Regions from separate parts of the Mus musculus genome. Here region 1 is linked to region 2. A link is a contact called in public Hi-C data. All regions are on one chromosome and are shown on one strand. The core of a region is the stretch at or near the end of the contact, and the rest is flanking DNA. Distances in the headings are between cores, read along the strand shown.

Region 1 (3,356 bases), core at 163-2,662, 38 kb before region 2:
GGAGCCCAAGCTTCCATGTGTGATGAAGTCAGCATCATCTCCACTCGATTTCCTCCCTACAGGTCCAAGAACTCTGGTTTCCTCCCCTGCCTCATCCCTCTGGGAGCACCTGCTGTGAAAACTGCTGTGGTTTAAAAACAGTCTGTCTAGATCGTATGGCTAAAAACCCATACATGCATCTCATGGCTTGAGAGAATCTTATGTGCCATTACTGTCCTTATCCTACGGACGCTCTTTCTTATGAAGAAACACTGGCCGTTGCCAGCCAATCAACTGTGGCCACGGCAAGTCAAGAGCAAGCTACCTGGTAGTCTGAAACCAGGTGCACCATCCAGCGACTTCATCCACGTGATCTAGGGAGGAAGCCTTTGGGAGAATGGATGGAAAATCTTTTTGGCATTCTAAGAGAGGCAGAGTAGTTTGTCCCATTCAAATCCTACCAAATGAGACTCTATGGCCTAGAAGGGGAGGCCATCTTTCTGGTAAAGCAACTAAAATGTGTTTATTAGATGCTCATCACACATAGCTACATTGTTTATTGACACTTTGACTACCTCCTTTTTGTTTTTCCTTTCCTCCCTTTTCTTGACACAGATAAGTATAAATTGCAGAATCTTTTTATTTACTTTTTTCTTTTCTTCTTTTTTTCTCCAAAGGAGGCGTGAAGCAAAGATTCTTGGCTGCTATTCCTTGTATATAGTGTTTCTTCAATATCATAGTCTTCTGGTGCTTTTTCATGGAGATGATGGTGGACGTCTTCAGGACTCCATGAGAGCACTGGGCACGGGCAGGCTTTTCCTCCCCTCTTACTATCACTGCGCCTTGAAAGAGAGCTGCAGCCTTGCCTTTCCAGGTTGCAAAAGTGAGAGTCTGATGGGGAATTAACATTGGGACACAGCCTAAATGGAAAGCTCTCAAGACATTTAAAAATACTTCATCTTCCCCCCCCCCCCAGGAGAGGTTGAAAATGGCAAACATGTCTTCATGGATATAAAAAACATGGATTTTTCCCTCTCCTGTCCCCCCCCGACCCCCCCAAGTAAATAGCTGTGGAGGGGTCAGGTGCTGTGTATAGCTTATTGGGCAGGGGTGTGTTGTGGGCCAGCGTATGTGATTTCTTTTTGCTGAAATACACTGAGCAGGTCAGCTCGGTGAACAGAAACGAGAAGAGATGACTATGGAGAGATGGAGTGGGTGTGTTATTAGGATACTGCGGCTTGGTTGGGGTGGGGGTGGGGGCGTGCGTGTGAATGTGAGAAAGCAAGAGGCATGCCAGGAGAGCGCGGGAAAGATTACTGGGGAGGCAAGTATACACATCTCTCCCCAGCATCCAGGCTTGCTGCAGCCCCTGACTGGGTAAGGGGTGTGATGTGAGAGTGGGGTGGGCAGCAGGCGGGGCCTGCCACGTCACTTGGAGAGTGTGTTAAGGAGGAAGGGCAGAGCTGAGAGCTGAGCCTGCTGCTGCTGTTGCTGCTGCTGCTGCTGCTGCTGCTGCTGTTGCTGCTGCTGGGGCTGCTGCGGGTGCAGGCAAGGCTTGAAGCGGTGGGGAGGTGGGTCTCCGCGCTTCGGCGCCCGGGAAGGCCCAGGGCGATTCCGAGGCCTCTAGAACAGCTAGCTCCTGGGGAAGAAGGTGGCGGCTGCAATCGCGACCTTGGCCAGACCTAGTTCGGTGGTGGACGTAGGGCGGAGGCGGAGGCCGAGCCCGGGCAGGAGTCTTTGGTGAGCCAGAGGGAGGCGCATCTGGCGCTTAGGTACCAGCGGCAACCCAGAGTCGTGTGCAGCTGGAGAAGCGCAGTAGGACCTGGTGAGAGCCAGCAGGTCTGGAGGGCGGACCTGTGGGTCCTGAGCCCAGTTTTAGGCACCATCGAGAGCTAAGCCACGCGTCTTTTCGGGCAGCCAGTTTCACGCGCGCGACAGTTTGCGGGTTCCAGGCATCTCAGAAATCCTGAGCACGGAGGCGCGGCTATTGAGAGCCAGAGCCACTTCCCAGACCTAGCCTGGCAGAGGGACCAGCTGCAGGGCTCACCGACCTAACCGCCAGGTCAGAGCACGGGCCCCACCCTAAAGGAGGGCACAGCCGAAGCTGTGAAGCGGGTGCCGCTCTCTGGAGCTCGTGTCGTGGGCGCCGTCCTAGTGGCGGGGAGCGCACCGCCGAGGTGACATGAGATCGGAGAAATCCCTGACGCTGGCGGCGCCGGGGGAGGTCCGTGGGCCGGAGGGGGAGCAACAGGATGCGGGTGAGTTCCAGGAGGCCGAGGGCGGCGGCGGCTGCTGTAGTAGTGAGAGGTTGGTGATCAACATCTCCGGGCTGCGCTTCGAGACGCAGCTGCGCACCCTGTCGCTGTTCCCTGACACGCTGCTAGGAGACCCTGGCCGCAGAGTCCGTTTCTTTGACCCCTTGAGGAACGAGTACTTCTTTGACCGCAACCGACCCAGCTTCGACGCTATCCTTTATTACTATCAATCTGGAGGTCGCCTGCGCAGGCCTGTTAATGTGCCCCTGGACATTTTTATGGAAGAGATCCGCTTCTATCAGTTGGGAGAGGAAGCCCTGGCGGCCTTCCGGGAGGATGAGGGTTGCCTGCCCGAAGGTGGCGAGGATGAGAAACCACTCCCCTCCCAGCCTTTCCAGCGACAGGTCTGGCTTCTCTTTGAGTACCCGGAGAGTTCCGGGCCCGCCCGAGGCATCGCCATCGTCTCAGTATTGGTCATCCTCATCTCCATCGTCATCTTTTGCCTGGAGACCTTGCCTCAATTCCGTGCAGATGGGCGCGGTGGAAGCAACGAGGGTAGTGGGACCCGCTTGTCTCCGGCCTCCAGGAGCCACGAGGAAGAAGATGAGGATGAAGATTCCTATGCATTTCCTGGTAGCATTCCCTCTGGGGGGTTGGGGACTGGAGGAACATCTTCACTTAGTACTCTCGGGGGTTCTTTCTTCACAGACCCCTTCTTCTTGGTGGAAACTCTGTGTATCGTCTGGTTCACGTTTGAGCTCCTGGTGCGCTTCTCTGCCTGTCCCAGCAAGGCGGCCTTCTTTCGCAATATCATGAACATCATTGACTTGGTGGCCATTTTCCCCTACTTTATCACCTTGGGCACCGAGCTAGTGCAACGTCACGAGCAGCAGTCTGTGAGTGGTGGCAGTGGTCAGAATGGGCAGCAGGCCATGTCCCTAGCCATCCTCAGGGTGATCCGCCTGGTCCGGGTGTTCCGAATCTTCAAGCTCTCCCGCCATTCCAAGGGGCTGCAGATCCTGGGTAAGACCTTACAGGCGTCCATGCGGGAGCTCGGGCTGCTCATCTTCTTCCTCTTCATCGGAGTCATCCTCTTTTCCAGCGCTGTCTACTTCGCAGAGG
Region 2 (3,519 bases), core at 971-3,470:
GGACTGTTAGACTCTCTCCTTGGCAGGGATGCATCCAAGCATCCCTGATGTACAGCTGCCCTGATGTTGCCCATGACTAGAGATAAATGGTTGACAGCTGCCCCAGGGGTGCTGTGTACTCTGTTAACATGGCTGCTCAGACATCCTGTGTGAATATGGAAGCAACCAGGTCACCAAAGGCTCCTTATTCCCCTGCCTGTGAAGCAGGTAGGTAGTTTCTGGAGCCCTTTCCTGTGGGTTGTTCTTAATCTCCTGGAAGGGCCAAGGGAACATCAGGAATCAGTATGACATTCCAGACTGAAGCCTGGTGGCCAGGGGACTTGGCTCCAGTTTGTTCTCTGTGGAGAACCAGGAACCAAGAGATGACAAAGCAAAAAAAAAAAAAAAAAAAAAATCAAGTGTCTCTTGGCAAAACAATCCACCAGTACAAACCTCAGTTGGTCATGTTTTACGGGCTCTAAACAGGCTAAGAAGCAAAGTCAGATCATTGAGAACTCCTGCCTGATAACTGGACCAGTCTTACAAGGGGTCTGAGAGAAAGGTCCCTCCAGGGCCAGTCTCTGAGTCATGGCCTCAGCTCCCCACTTTGTCAAGCAGGGATCTGCATCAGGTGTGCCCAGGTTCCATCTGATAATGGATGTGTGCTTGATCTCCCGAATCATAGCTCTCTGGTTGCCAGCCCCCTGCTTTCTGAAGTTTATAGAGGAGCACATTAAAAATGGCGGGTACAAAGGCATCTTCTCAAAACACCAACCTCTCATCCGCTGCCCTGTCTGGCTCCCTCTTCAGACATACTTACTCTTTGCAAGCTGGGGCCCCTTAATGAGCTTTGGGGTGGAGCCTGACATTCTAGGGCTCAGATCTTCACTCCTCTCAGATTCCAAGTGGTATGCTTCACAGGTACTCTCCAGTGGCCTCACCTCCATTCGAAGGTGTTTATAAATGATTGTTGTTTGGGTGTTTTTGAGACAAAGTCTCACTGTGCAGCACTGGCCGGCCTGAAACATGCTAGGTAGAGCAGGGTATCTGAAATTCACAGAGGTCTGCCTGTCTCTGCTTCCTGGGTGCTGAAATCAAAGGTGCGCATCATCACGGCCTCCCCTTGAAAAGTTTGAAACAGGGTCTAATGTATCCCATGTTAGCCTTAAACTCACGATGTCAAACAAGGATGGCCTTGATCTCCTCCTGATCTTTCTACCTCTGTCTTCTGAGTGCTGGGGTTGCATGCATGCACTACCATGCCCAGTTTATGCAGTGCTGGGGTTTTGTGCAGGCAGGCCTGGCAGCCTACCACCTGAGCTACATCCCCAGTTTCCATGATGGGTTCTGAAGAGCTGGATATCAGTAGGAGGAGCAGGGTGGGGGTGGGGAGCCAGGAGAAAGGGGTCTTATTCAAATTGATGCATGGCTTGTAATGATTGACTGAGGTAAGTACCTCCCATTTGTTTTGGTCAGCTCTGTAGTACTCACACAAGGTTTCTGAAAATTAAATAGGAACAAAACCCACTGTGGGTCACAGTCATCTAGAGGAGGCATTAAAATGCAAATTCCTACCTGAGCATGGAGGTATGTGCCTGTAATCCCAGCACACAGGAGGCTGAGGCAGGAGAACCGTAAGTTAAAGGACCGTCTGGGCTACAAAGCCGGATGTTAAGACAGACACAGTAGATTCCTGGGAAGAGATTTTGTTTTGTTTTGTTTGTTTTGTTTTTGTTTATTTTGAATCCACTGGGGCTACAGACCCGCACCACTACTCCAGGTTTAGGTGGTACTTGGGATAGAATTCAGGGATTTGTGAATGCTAGGTAAGCACTCTATCAAGTAACCTCAGCTGGGTCCAAGAATGAGCATATCTTTCCCAGGAAAAGGTCATTCTTTAGGTCAGGAGACTGATAATCTGTGCTATGAAACTTGGAACACAATGACGACCATATGTCACGTACATGCGTTTCAGGGACTTCTAAAATCAAAACCTGTGTATGGGCTTTTAAGCTTGTAGGCACCAGTCAGCCCCACAGATGAGCGAGTAGTTAGTCTCCAAGGCAACGGAGCCTGAACCATTGGTTAATTACCAGGATTGAGAGAAGGCTCCCAGGTGAGCGCTTGCGAGTTTTGGCCACTAGAGGGAGACAAGGTTATTGTTTTCCCGGCCAGAGCTGCGGAGAAGAGGAAAAGTACTGCGGCCCGCTGAGCAAAGCCTTTGAGAACACCGGCAACAAGGCTCACTGTTCCAGGGCTGCAGCACAGCACTGCAATCTGGATGTGCACAGATGCCATCAGGAACCTCGGGCCTGGCGAGGAGGGGAGGGGCTGTTTATTTCCCAAGTCACTTGGTTTCCCTTTCCGTTCCTCAAAGTGCCTTACATCAATTCTGTTATGCAATAGGTGCTTGTCTGCTGTTATGAGAAGAATTAAAGATGCTGTGCTGTTTTTGGCGGGGTAGGGGGTGGGGGAGAAAGTGGTATATGGGTGTGTGTGTGTCGGGGTCGGGGGAGTGAAGCTTGTGAGAGATGTCAGCGGAGCTGGACTGGCTGGCTCAGGACATTTCCTGCCCAGGTGTGTGGGAACATAAATCTGCAGCAGGACGGGTTAATTTGAGGTCTGGGTACATGTCCTTATGATGAGAGGAACCAGGGATTCTGTAGTAAAAAAGACTAAGTCAGACCTCGAGTTAAGAAGACAAAATGATCCAGACAGTGGTTTGCCTGCCTTGAGTTTGCAAAAGCTCATGGTCCACATTGTGCGCCCCTGTCCACATTGCGTGCCCCTGAGCGCATCTCTTCAGAGGATGCCCACACCTTGCACAGCACCAGGGCCAAAGGGGCAGATCCAGATGGTGTGACCAGGAACTGACGTGTCTCAGCCCTGTCTTCTCCACATGAGGTGATGTCAGGTATTCAACTCTTTCCTCGCCACAGGAGCATCAGGTATGAAGCCCCTCCCCCCCACAAGCACAGCGTATCTATCTCTCTCTCTCTTCTCTAGTCCACGTTGAGTACGCAGCGTTCAGCCCTCAGTTCTCTACATGAGCATCGCGCACTCGGCTACCCCCTCGGAACATGAGCGTGAGCGTGAGCGGGCTCAGCCCTCTTCCTTCAGTGCCGACATCACTCGTTCGTTCAGCGCTTTCCGTCTGAGCATGTGTGAGCATTATAAAGAGCGTCATATCCCTCAGGGCATTTCAGAGCAGCTCGAGTGTAAGCCGCTGAGATGCCCCCTCTCCCAGCTCTTCCTCAGAAGGCCATCCTGTAACTTCAGAGGGGAGAGCAGAACGAGGCCAGGCAACACTGGGACACGCGAGAGGCCAATTTCCACCACGTACATCGGCTGCACCTGTGCACCTCTATGACAAGCTGTAGGAACGGGGATGGGTAGTAAGAATTTAGTTTGGGGACTTGGTGCACATTTCCCAGAATCTCCAGTGGTTTTTCTAACACAGCGCCCCTAGTACTGTTTAGTGAGCTTTTCAGCATGCTCATGCCCTGGTGACCAACATGTGCAAAGCATTCGATAAGAGTA

What was found. Hi-C and Micro-C count contacts between places; a contact is called where the count stands out from the background.
Region 1: a contact with region 2 is called in a Hi-C map of cerebral cortex, with 1.9 times the contacts expected there. The contact joins the promoter of Kcna6 here to the enhancer-like site in region 2. A contact is called at or near these places in 2 of 39 promoter capture datasets (embryonic stem cells and macrophages), 4 of 484 Hi-C or Micro-C datasets (Sertoli cells, cerebral cortex, cortical neurons and 1 more), 1 of 115 datasets of contacts at active chromatin or transcription factors (embryonic stem cells) and 3 of 9 other capture datasets (adipose tissue, liver and pancreatic islet).

The regions. Positions count from the first base shown.
Region 1 is chr6:126,738,730-126,742,085 of GRCm38.p6, reverse strand. Kcna6 (potassium voltage-gated channel, shaker-related, subfamily, member 6) reads left to right here and starts at 1,412. Exons shown (of 2, transcript NM_013568.6): 1 at 1,412-3,356. The coding sequence starts at 2,162. The region is part of intron 2 of Gm33581 (a long non-coding RNA gene); the gene reads right to left.
Region 2 is chr6:126,700,987-126,704,505 of GRCm38.p6, reverse strand. No RefSeq gene overlaps it. Among named protein-coding and RNA genes, the nearest start is that of Gm33581, 14 kb to the left of the region's middle. Within about 2 kb of position 2,220, at least 46 of the 459 cell types and tissues checked have an H3K27ac peak or open chromatin away from gene starts, as enhancers often do. A contact at or near this core is called in cerebral cortex and cortical neurons, where this site is marked.